Linked DNA regions of Rattus norvegicus: region 1 is linked to region 2. A link is a contact called in public Hi-C data. All regions are on one chromosome and are shown on one strand. Each heading gives the region's core, a stretch centred on a gene start, on an enhancer-like site or on the middle of the called end of the contact. The rest is flanking DNA. Distances are from core to core; before and after follow the strand shown. Region 1 has its middle 43 kb from the start of Hectd1. Region 2 overlaps Strn3 (striatin 3).

Evidence for each region. Hi-C and Micro-C count contacts between places; a contact is called where the count stands out from the background.
Region 1: a Hi-C map of liver shows a contact between it and region 2, with 4 times the contacts expected there. The contact joins two enhancer-like sites. A contact is called at or near these places in 5 of 12 Hi-C or Micro-C datasets (Schwann cells, frontal cortex, liver and 2 more).

Annotation. Positions count from the first base shown.
Region 1 is chr6:75,043,653-75,048,244 of GRCr8, reverse strand. No RefSeq gene overlaps it. Among named protein-coding and RNA genes, the nearest start is that of Hectd1, 43 kb to the right of the region's middle. Within about 2 kb of position 2,529, at least 41 of the 93 cell types and tissues checked have an H3K27ac peak or open chromatin away from gene starts, as enhancers often do. A contact at or near this core is called in liver, where this site is marked.
Region 2 is chr6:74,842,106-74,846,693 of GRCr8, reverse strand. The region is part of intron 1 of Strn3 (striatin 3); the gene reads left to right. Among named protein-coding and RNA genes, the nearest start is that of Ap4s1, 24 kb to the left of the region's middle. Within about 2 kb of position 3,148, at least 15 of the 93 cell types and tissues checked have an H3K27ac peak or open chromatin away from gene starts, as enhancers often do. A contact at or near this core is called in liver, where this site is marked.

The sequences.
Region 1 (4,592 bases), core at 1,280-3,779, 200 kb before region 2:
TTGAGGGTTGTCTTGATTATTTACTGATGTAAGAGAGCCGAACTCTAAGGGGATGGCACCATCTCTTGGGAAGTGGTCTTGAAATGTATAAGAAAGGTAGCATTGCTGGTAAAGTGGCTCATGTCTTTAGTCACAGCACATGAGAAGCAGAGACAGGTGGATCTTTGTGAGTTCCAGGCCAGCCAGAGACACACAGCAAGGCCCTTTTGAGAGAGAGAGAGAGAGAGAGAGAGAGAGAGAGAGAGTTGGGTGGCCATAGCACACACTTTAATCCCAGCACTCAGGATTAAGGCACTCAGCAAAGGCAGGTAGATCTCTGAGTTAGAGGCCAGCCTGGTTATGGATCAAGTTCTAGGACAGCCAAGAAGACACAGAGAAATAAATAAATAAAATAAAATGATGAGGAAGAGGAAGGAGGAGTGGGAGGAGGAAGAAGAAGGAAGAGGAGTGGGGGTAGGAGGAGGAAGTTGGCAGCAACTGCTGCTGGACCTGACGGTCTGCCTGCCAGCAGCATCCTCTATGGTTTCTTTGGTACTTTGGCTGTGAAGGGAATTCCTTGGTTACATGTGGAATAGCAAGCAGGACTGCCTTCAGTTCCTGCCTTGGCTTCTCTCAATGAGAGACTGTGGGCTGGAAATGTAAATTGCAATAAACCCTTTCCTCCCTTCAGTCGCTTTCTCATAGGGATGTTTTACCACATCGACAATGAAACTAGATAGAGGTCGAGCCCTTGCCCAGCTCAGCCTTTAATGCCAGATAAATAAATAACAAAGTGAAACAGCTGACCAAGACCCTGCCAAGGTCCTCAAAAACGAGGACAGTCAGTAACCTGAAATGTGCTAGCACCCAAGAGACTGCCAGAGGAGACAGAATGGCCAGATGTGATGTGGCACCCTCAATGGAATAAGGGGCAGAATTGGGTCATTGACTGAAAAACTTAAGGATCTGACAAAGTGTGAGCATTGGTCCAGAGGTGGCCAGGGCAGTGTGAGCATTGGTTCAGAGGTGGCCAGGGCAGTGTGAGCATTGGTTCAGAGGTGGCCAGGGCAGTGTGAGCATTGGTCCAGAGGTGGCCAGGGCAGTGTGAGCATTGGTTCAGAGGTGGCCAGGGCGCAATAATAATGTGAGGCTGGCAGCAGGGGAAGCAGGCATGTGGCCTATGAAAAAGCACATCCTCTTCACAACCTTTTTCTTTCTTTTTTTCTTCAGCACTAAGGCGGTCACATGCACATGCTGGCAAATGCTCTACCACTGAGCTATATCTCGGCCCTTTCCATTTAAGAAAGAGTCTCCTTGAATTGCTCAGGCTGGCCTTGGATTTGGAATCATCCTTGCCTCCGACTCTGGAGTAACTGGGATCACAGGAGTGTGCTACATGCCAGGTCCACCACACACACAGCCTCTCTGTGAACCTAAAACTATTCTAAATTGAAAAGGCTACTTTTTAAAGTGCTGGCCTGGCACACAGGTTCCGTTCTGCTGTACTTTTTCTCGCTGTTGGTTTCCCATCTGTCTTTCTCCAACCAGTGCTGGGTATTAACTCAGGGCCTGGGGCAGGCGAAGCCAGTGCACTGCCTCTGCCTACACTCCAGACCCCATTTACTTATGATAGGTAGTCCCAGACCCACTCTTTTCTAATGCTGCTGGTAGCTTTTTGAGGCAAACTCTTATGTAGCCCAGGCTAGCGTCAACCTTATTGAGGAGGACTTTGGGCTCATGATCTTCCTGCCTCCATCCAGGGGCACTGAGAGTACAGACCTGTGCCACCCACCACACCCAACTCCACAACTCCATTCTTTTAAGTAATGTCCTGAAGTCAGCGCCCAGCCCGGGCATCAGCCCAAAGCAGAAAAGCTGCGCTCTAAGCTCGCTGATTGACATCATCCCGGGCATGTACAAAGTAGGTCAACTCAGTCTCTGTCTACCCGCATTTTTGGAGATTAGTCAGGACGGGTAACCTGTTTCAGGTCACCAGCAGGAAAAGGTGGTGTGGGACGGGAAAGGAGGTACCCAACTTCCCCTTGAAGAGTAACACCCAAAACAAGTGTCACAACACCTTAGTCACTCCCACTGTGTTTACACCACCCCCTTTAGATGTGTCACTTCCTTGGGCTTCCTCCCAAATTAAAAGAGACCATGTGCCAAAGCGCTATAAAAAGTTCGTTCCTGACCTCTAGTTGCCAACAGACGTTTCTCCAGTTTTAATCCTCATCGGATCACATTTCTAATGTTCCCTCGTGCACACAGCACCAGGGCCCCTCCAGGCAAGCAGACAGAACTCACAGACACCCAGCCCACCCTGACACACACGGCATCAGAGAGACACAGCGGTGCACAGTTAAGGATGGTGAGTGGTAAAGAGATGTGTCTAACAGGCTCACCATCCCTAGGAATCCACGCCACTTTATGAAAACTCTGTGTCCAGGGGACACAGAGCCGGGAAAACAGCAGCCCTCAGATCTAGATGGACAGTACTGCTGATTTCCTTAGCAGACCTCAGAGCACACATGCACATGAATGTCAGGTGACACCATTTTTCATTACATAGTCATTACCACATGGGGTGTCTCCATGGTTACCTTTCTTCTCCTGTCAGAAGGGCTATAATGCTTTTCTGTTGACCATGGTTTTCCTCTGAGGACAGGAAAATAATACTTCCTTGGCTTTGGTGTTTACACCCTGTGCCGTATTTCTCTGTGTTCTCTGCGGTGTGGCCTCCCAATCCTTGCACAATCCGGTTTGCTTACCACTGCTGTCATTATTCACGGAGCTTCCTGCTCCCTGTTTACACTGTGTTGTTCGGACTCCAGAAACAGAGACTTGATCTCGTTATTGATTAGTGACCACCTGGGTGAGATACACTGCTGATTTTAGAAGGAGCATGTCTGTGACAAGCAAGTCCCTGTGTTTAGAAAGCAGGCAGAACAGAACCCTGAGCACCTGTTCTGTTCAGTTCCCCCACTGGACTAAGAGAACGTTCCAGCATTACAAAGAACACAAATCCTACCACCCTGGGATCTGGCCTAGGTCTGTTGATGACAAATTGTGGTAGCCTGGGCAAGCATGCCTCCTGGCTTTTAGTTTCTTCTCTGCAGAAGGGCTGAAAGCTGACCAATCATTTCAGGTTCCCAAGGCTCCTAATTTTAGCACTAAAGGGTCTGTGTGTTCCAGGGATCTTCTCAGTCCCGGCTTGCTCTGGGAAGTTGTGTATTGGGTATCAGACAAGCAGAAAGTTTCTGGTTCTGATTTTTATGAGTCTAAACCTTACATGCTTCTCAAAGCATGCTATGCATGCCATTAAGAGGTGGACTGAGTCACAGGGAGGATGTTTGGTGGCTGTATGCAAAAAAAAAAAAAAAAAAAAAGTGCAAGATGTCCTGCCTCCTGACCTCTGACTCACCCGGGGCAGGAGACCATTCTTAACATCTCACAGGAAGAGCTCAGTGGAGAATGAAACACTCAGGCAAAAAGTGCCCTCAGGTTTCCCAATATAAAAGAAACTCAGAAAACAATTGACTAATATGTTTGTGACAGATGCTGTGACTGTCATACTCTTTGCAAGTGACCTAGTAAGCTCTGACGCTCCATCTCCAACTGACTGGTCTCTTGGTCTGTACTCCAGGAAGACACCACACACACACACACACACACTCACACACACACACACACACACTCACACACACCACACACACACATACACACAAACATACACACATACATACACACACGCACACATACACATATACCATACACATACACACATACATATACACCATACACACACACCACACACACATATACCATACACACACACATACACATACACCATACACACACACATACACACACATACACATACACCATACACACACCACACACACATACACCATACACACACACATACACCATACACACACACATACACACACACCATACACACACACATACACATATACCATACACACACACCACACCCCATACACCACACCCCCACACATACACCACGCACACACACACACCACACACATACACACATACACCATACATACACACACACATACACATACACACCCTCAGACCCACACACACACATACACTCACACACACATACACCACACACACATATACACACACCACACACACATACACTATACACACACACATATACCACACACACACATACACACATATACCACACACACACATACACTACACACACACACACCACACACCACACACACATACACTATACACACACACACATATGCCACACACACACATACACACATATACCACACACACACATACACTACACACACACACCACACACCACACACACACACACACACACACACACACACACACACACACACACTTAGACTATACTCAAATGGTTTAGTAGTTAGGCCTAGCATCCCCAGATACAGATGTATTCCAGCAGGTAGGTCTCAAATCCAGGACACATGGCTGATACTAGCCACCACGTCCTCCTCAGTCTACCTGCTATAGAATCCTTCTGGCTAGCATACCCTGTCCCCTACCCTAAATTTCTCCAGCCCAGGGAAAGAGCCACCCTCCCCTCAGCTCCCTCC
Region 2 (4,588 bases), core at 1,899-4,398:
GTTTTAAAAGACTGCTGGTGTTCTCCCTACTTTGGAATCAAAATATAAAGCTGCCATTCCTTTGCTCCATTTTGTAATCTAGCCCTCTGAAACATAAGCCCAGATAAAACACATTGTTTTTATACATTGCCTTGGTCATGGTGTCATATCACAGCAATCACACAAAAGTAACTAAGGTAGTGACTTTATTAATTGGTAATTTAAAAAATCTTATACTTTTTAATGAAAAGAATTAGATTTAAACCTTTTCTTGGGCCATTCTTGCTAGAAGAGGTCATGGAATTTTAGAGACTTAAAGCCTAGGGTATCTTGAAATACCTGTAGTTGAAATGGCTGTGCTGTGTGTCAAGTGAGAGACTGTTTTGTAGGGTTTGTAGCTCTGGCTAGCTTGGTACTGTGTAGCGTACACCTCACATTTCTGGTAACCCCCATGTCTCATCCTCCCTAGTGTTGTGATTCACTTCTTGCACCATTGTCTTTCTCAAGGTTAAGTATAGAGATTGTGTTCACTTTTAACCGCCTTGGAAAATTTAATAGTAGGTTACATGGACAAATGTTGATTATACTGTAGTATAAATTTTAAGTAGAAATACTGGGTTCCTGAAACCTACAGTTATTTCATCTTATTCATGTTCAGATTTTCAAATAAACACATTCTTAATTTCGGTCATGAGTGTTTTGAATTAGTATGCAGTAGAGTAGTAAAGTCTGAAATTAGAACATATTTATTTGGACCAAATGAATTCCCCTTTAATCATATAAAACATTTTTGCCTTATTTTAAAGTAAAATGTCAAAGGTAGAATAAGTACAATTGTTAAGAATTGTACATGTTGGGGCTGGAGAGATGGCTCAGAGGTTAAAAGCACTGACTGCTCTTCCAGAGATCTTGAGTACAATTCCAGCAACCACATGGTGGCTCACAACCATCTGTAATGGGATTCAATGCCCTCTTCTGTGTATGAAGACAGCTACAGTGTACTCACATACATAAAATAAATAAATGCTTCTTAAAGAAAAAAAAAGAATTGTACATGTTGGGTGTGGAGAGAACTCAGTGGCTAAGAGCTCTGGCTGCTTTTCCAGAGGACTCAGGTTTAATTCCTAGGAGATCTTACACCCTCTTCTGATATCCTTGGGCAACTATCCACATAAAAATGTATTTATTTTATTTATAAAAATAAATGCACAAAACTAACAAAGAAAGCCTTATAAAAGTGAATTACACATGTAAGATTATTTCCTTATTTTATAATCCATAAAGCGGAAAACTATAATTTCTAACATTGTTCAACAAGAGCAAAGGTGTTTGCCTGAGGATGTAACTCAGTTCATAGAGTGCTGGCTTGCTTAGCATGCATGGATAGCCCCAAGGGGGTTCCATCCTCTATATCACATAAAACTGGACATGCTGCTACACATCTGTAATCATAACACTTGAGAGATTGAAGCAGAATAAGGAGTTTGAGGTTATCTTGGGCTCTTGAGATCTTGTCTTATAAAAACTAGAACAAAAATGGGACCTAAAGAGATGGTCAAATGGTTAAGAGCACTTACTACTACTGCTCTTCAGAGGGCCCAAATTCACACCAAAAATCACCTGTATCTGGTGCTTCAAGGGATCCAGTACTGCCTTCTGAGCGCTGCATCACACATATGTGCACACAAATACTTTTACACCCATAATAAATCTTTAAAAAATACTTTCATGTATGCCAAGCATTGCTTTGTATAATACTATATCAATGATGTAGATATAGAAAAGATAGAAAAATTCATACCTTATTTGAACTTATATTCTGGTGGCATTTGCCTAATTTAAGTATTTATGAAAAAAGGATTGGATTCCAATATTTTTGATCTGAAAGTGAGCTGACCAGTATTTTTTATTCTGCTTGCTAATTCAGATAATTTTGCTATACTGGCTTAGAGCTTGTTATTGTTAAGAATTCTAATTCAGGATAGGCAAGAAGGCTTAGCAAGTAAAAGGTGCTTGCTGCCAAGGCTGATGACATGAGTTGTATACATGCAACCCACATGGTCAAGGAAAGAACCAGGTCCCCTACAAGTTGTCTTCTGACCTTCATTTTACTCAGTGATGTGCATAGTCCCCATATCCCTATACACACAAAACAAAATTTAAAAATATTCTAATTCAGAAATGAAGTTAATGCAGGTTTTAGATGTGAATGTAATTAATACTGTCACATTTACTTCTTTAACTGATTTTTTTCCCTGCTAGTTATAGATGCTTTATTGTTTTATAAGCAAAAGAGTGTATTCTAAACTAAGATTGTCTAAATTCAGGTCTTAGTGGTTCCACTGTTTCTCTTGGGAAAAAGCAAGAGAATTTCCTTTAACAGTGTACTTCTCTGAACTCTTCTGTAAAGAAAGTGGGGGAAATACACCAAGTTATAGGTTTGTTTGTAAGGCATAAATGAGACTTACCCATATATATTTAACAAATATTATAGATGGCTATTTATTATCTCTATTATCTATTCCAGAATTTTAAAAAATTAAAAAATTATGATTTTTTTTTGTTAAGCATGTAGGGGCAAGCCTTACCTGAAGTAAGAAGGCTGTTTATAATCTTATTTACATGAAATAAATACACACTTTTTTAGAAGCATGCGTGTGTGTTTTGAACCCTTTGTATGATTATTTACTGTATTTGTATGTACTTCTGTGTGTACACACTCAGAGGCCAGAGGAGGATGTAGCTGCTCTTGTCTGTCTGCAACTGTTCTTTTGACCTTTGAGGCAGGATCTCTTCTGAAACTGGGTTTCTCAAATAAGCTGGAAGCCAGCAAGTCCCAGCAGTCCTCCTGCTTCCCTTGGAGCTGGGATTGCAGTCATGCACAAGTGGCCTGGCTTGTAATATGGGTGTTGGGTCCAAACTCTAGTTTTTACAGTTACTTGGCAAGCTCCCTTAACCATCGAATCATTATTCTCAGCCCTTGAATGATACCATTTTATATGCGTGTGTGTGTGTATGGGAAGGGGGAGAATTCACTTTATATGTTAGTGGTTCACCTGAAATTATTTCTAACTGAATCTTGTTTTAGTAAAGGGTACTGGAAAGGGAAACAATTGTGACTCGTTTAGACTGATCCTGCTTGAATCAATATTAAACGTTTTATGCTGGTGACCTCTAGTGGTTGTCCCCAAACATCAGCAAATACTAAATAGTTCTTTTGTCTAATGTTGAATGAATTTAGGAGATATGTAAAACATGGTACCAGATGTTGAAATTCAGGAACAAGGTTGGGTTATGCTGAGTTATTAACTAAAATTGGCTAGGTAAAAACAAGTTTGTATAATTTTGCTTTGGTAATGTGTCAAGTTAACTACTTCCCTTTCTACTTTGTTCATTTGAGACAATGTCTCTCTGTGTGCCCCTGTCTGCCCTGAAACTGTGTGAACCAGCCTGGCCTGGAACTCAGTGCTGGGATTAAAGGCATGCACCACTATGCCTGGCTTACCTTTCTACTTTTTAGATCAGGGTTAGTTAAAAACAGCCATTGATGTCACCAGTTAAAGTATTTTGCTGGTGTTTAACAATTTTTTTCTGTTGGGGAAAACATTTCTTTGGAGTACTTACCTTGCAAATATGAAGCTCTGGACGCAAACCTCAGCACTCCAGTTAAAAAGGGATGGGAAGTCCTACCTTCGTTGACCCAACCACACATTCCGTTGTAGGATGCTCTTTCCCCACTTTTAGCTTGTTGAGGCAGGTCTTGGTACTTAGCTTTTCAGGAAGCCTGGGATTCATCATGTGGTACAGGCAGCTAAATGCTCTCACCTCTTACACCTTTTGGGTATTGGTGTTGCACACCTTTTTGATCCCGGCCCTTGGGAGGCAGAGGCAGGTGGATCTCTGTGTTCAAGGCCAATATGGGGGCTGGAGAGATGGCTCAGAGGTCAAGAGCACTGGTTGCTTTCCCAGCAGTCCTGAGTTCAATTCCCAACAAACACATGATGGCTCACAACCATCTGTAATGAGATCTGATGCCCTCTTCTGGTGTGTCTGAAGACAGCTACAGTGTACTTACATATAATAAAGAAAAATCCTACACACACACACACACACACACACACACACACACACACACACACACAAAGGCCAGCATGGTCTATAGAGCAAGTTCCAGGACAGCTAGGGCTCCATTACACAAAGAAACCCTGTCTCTATAAACACCATGATGACACTGCCGCCGCCAATGACGCTTTTTACTAAACTTTATTTAGTGTATGTGTCTGTATCTGCTTATCTTTGTGTGCATGCATATACATATGGAGGCCAGAGGACAACTCTCTTCTATGAGTGAATTGTTAATTTTTTAAAAATATTTATTCATTTATTATATATAAGTACACTGTAGCTGTCTTCAGATACACCAGAAGAGGGCATTGGATCTCCTTACAGATGGTTGTGAGCCACCATGTGGTTGCTGGGAATTGAACTCAGGACACCTGGAAGAGTAGTCGGGTGCTCTTAACCGCTGAGCCATCTCTCCAGCCCAAATGTTAATTTTAATATAACTGTATGTAGTAAATTAACACAGGGGCTGGGTTTTTTAACCCTA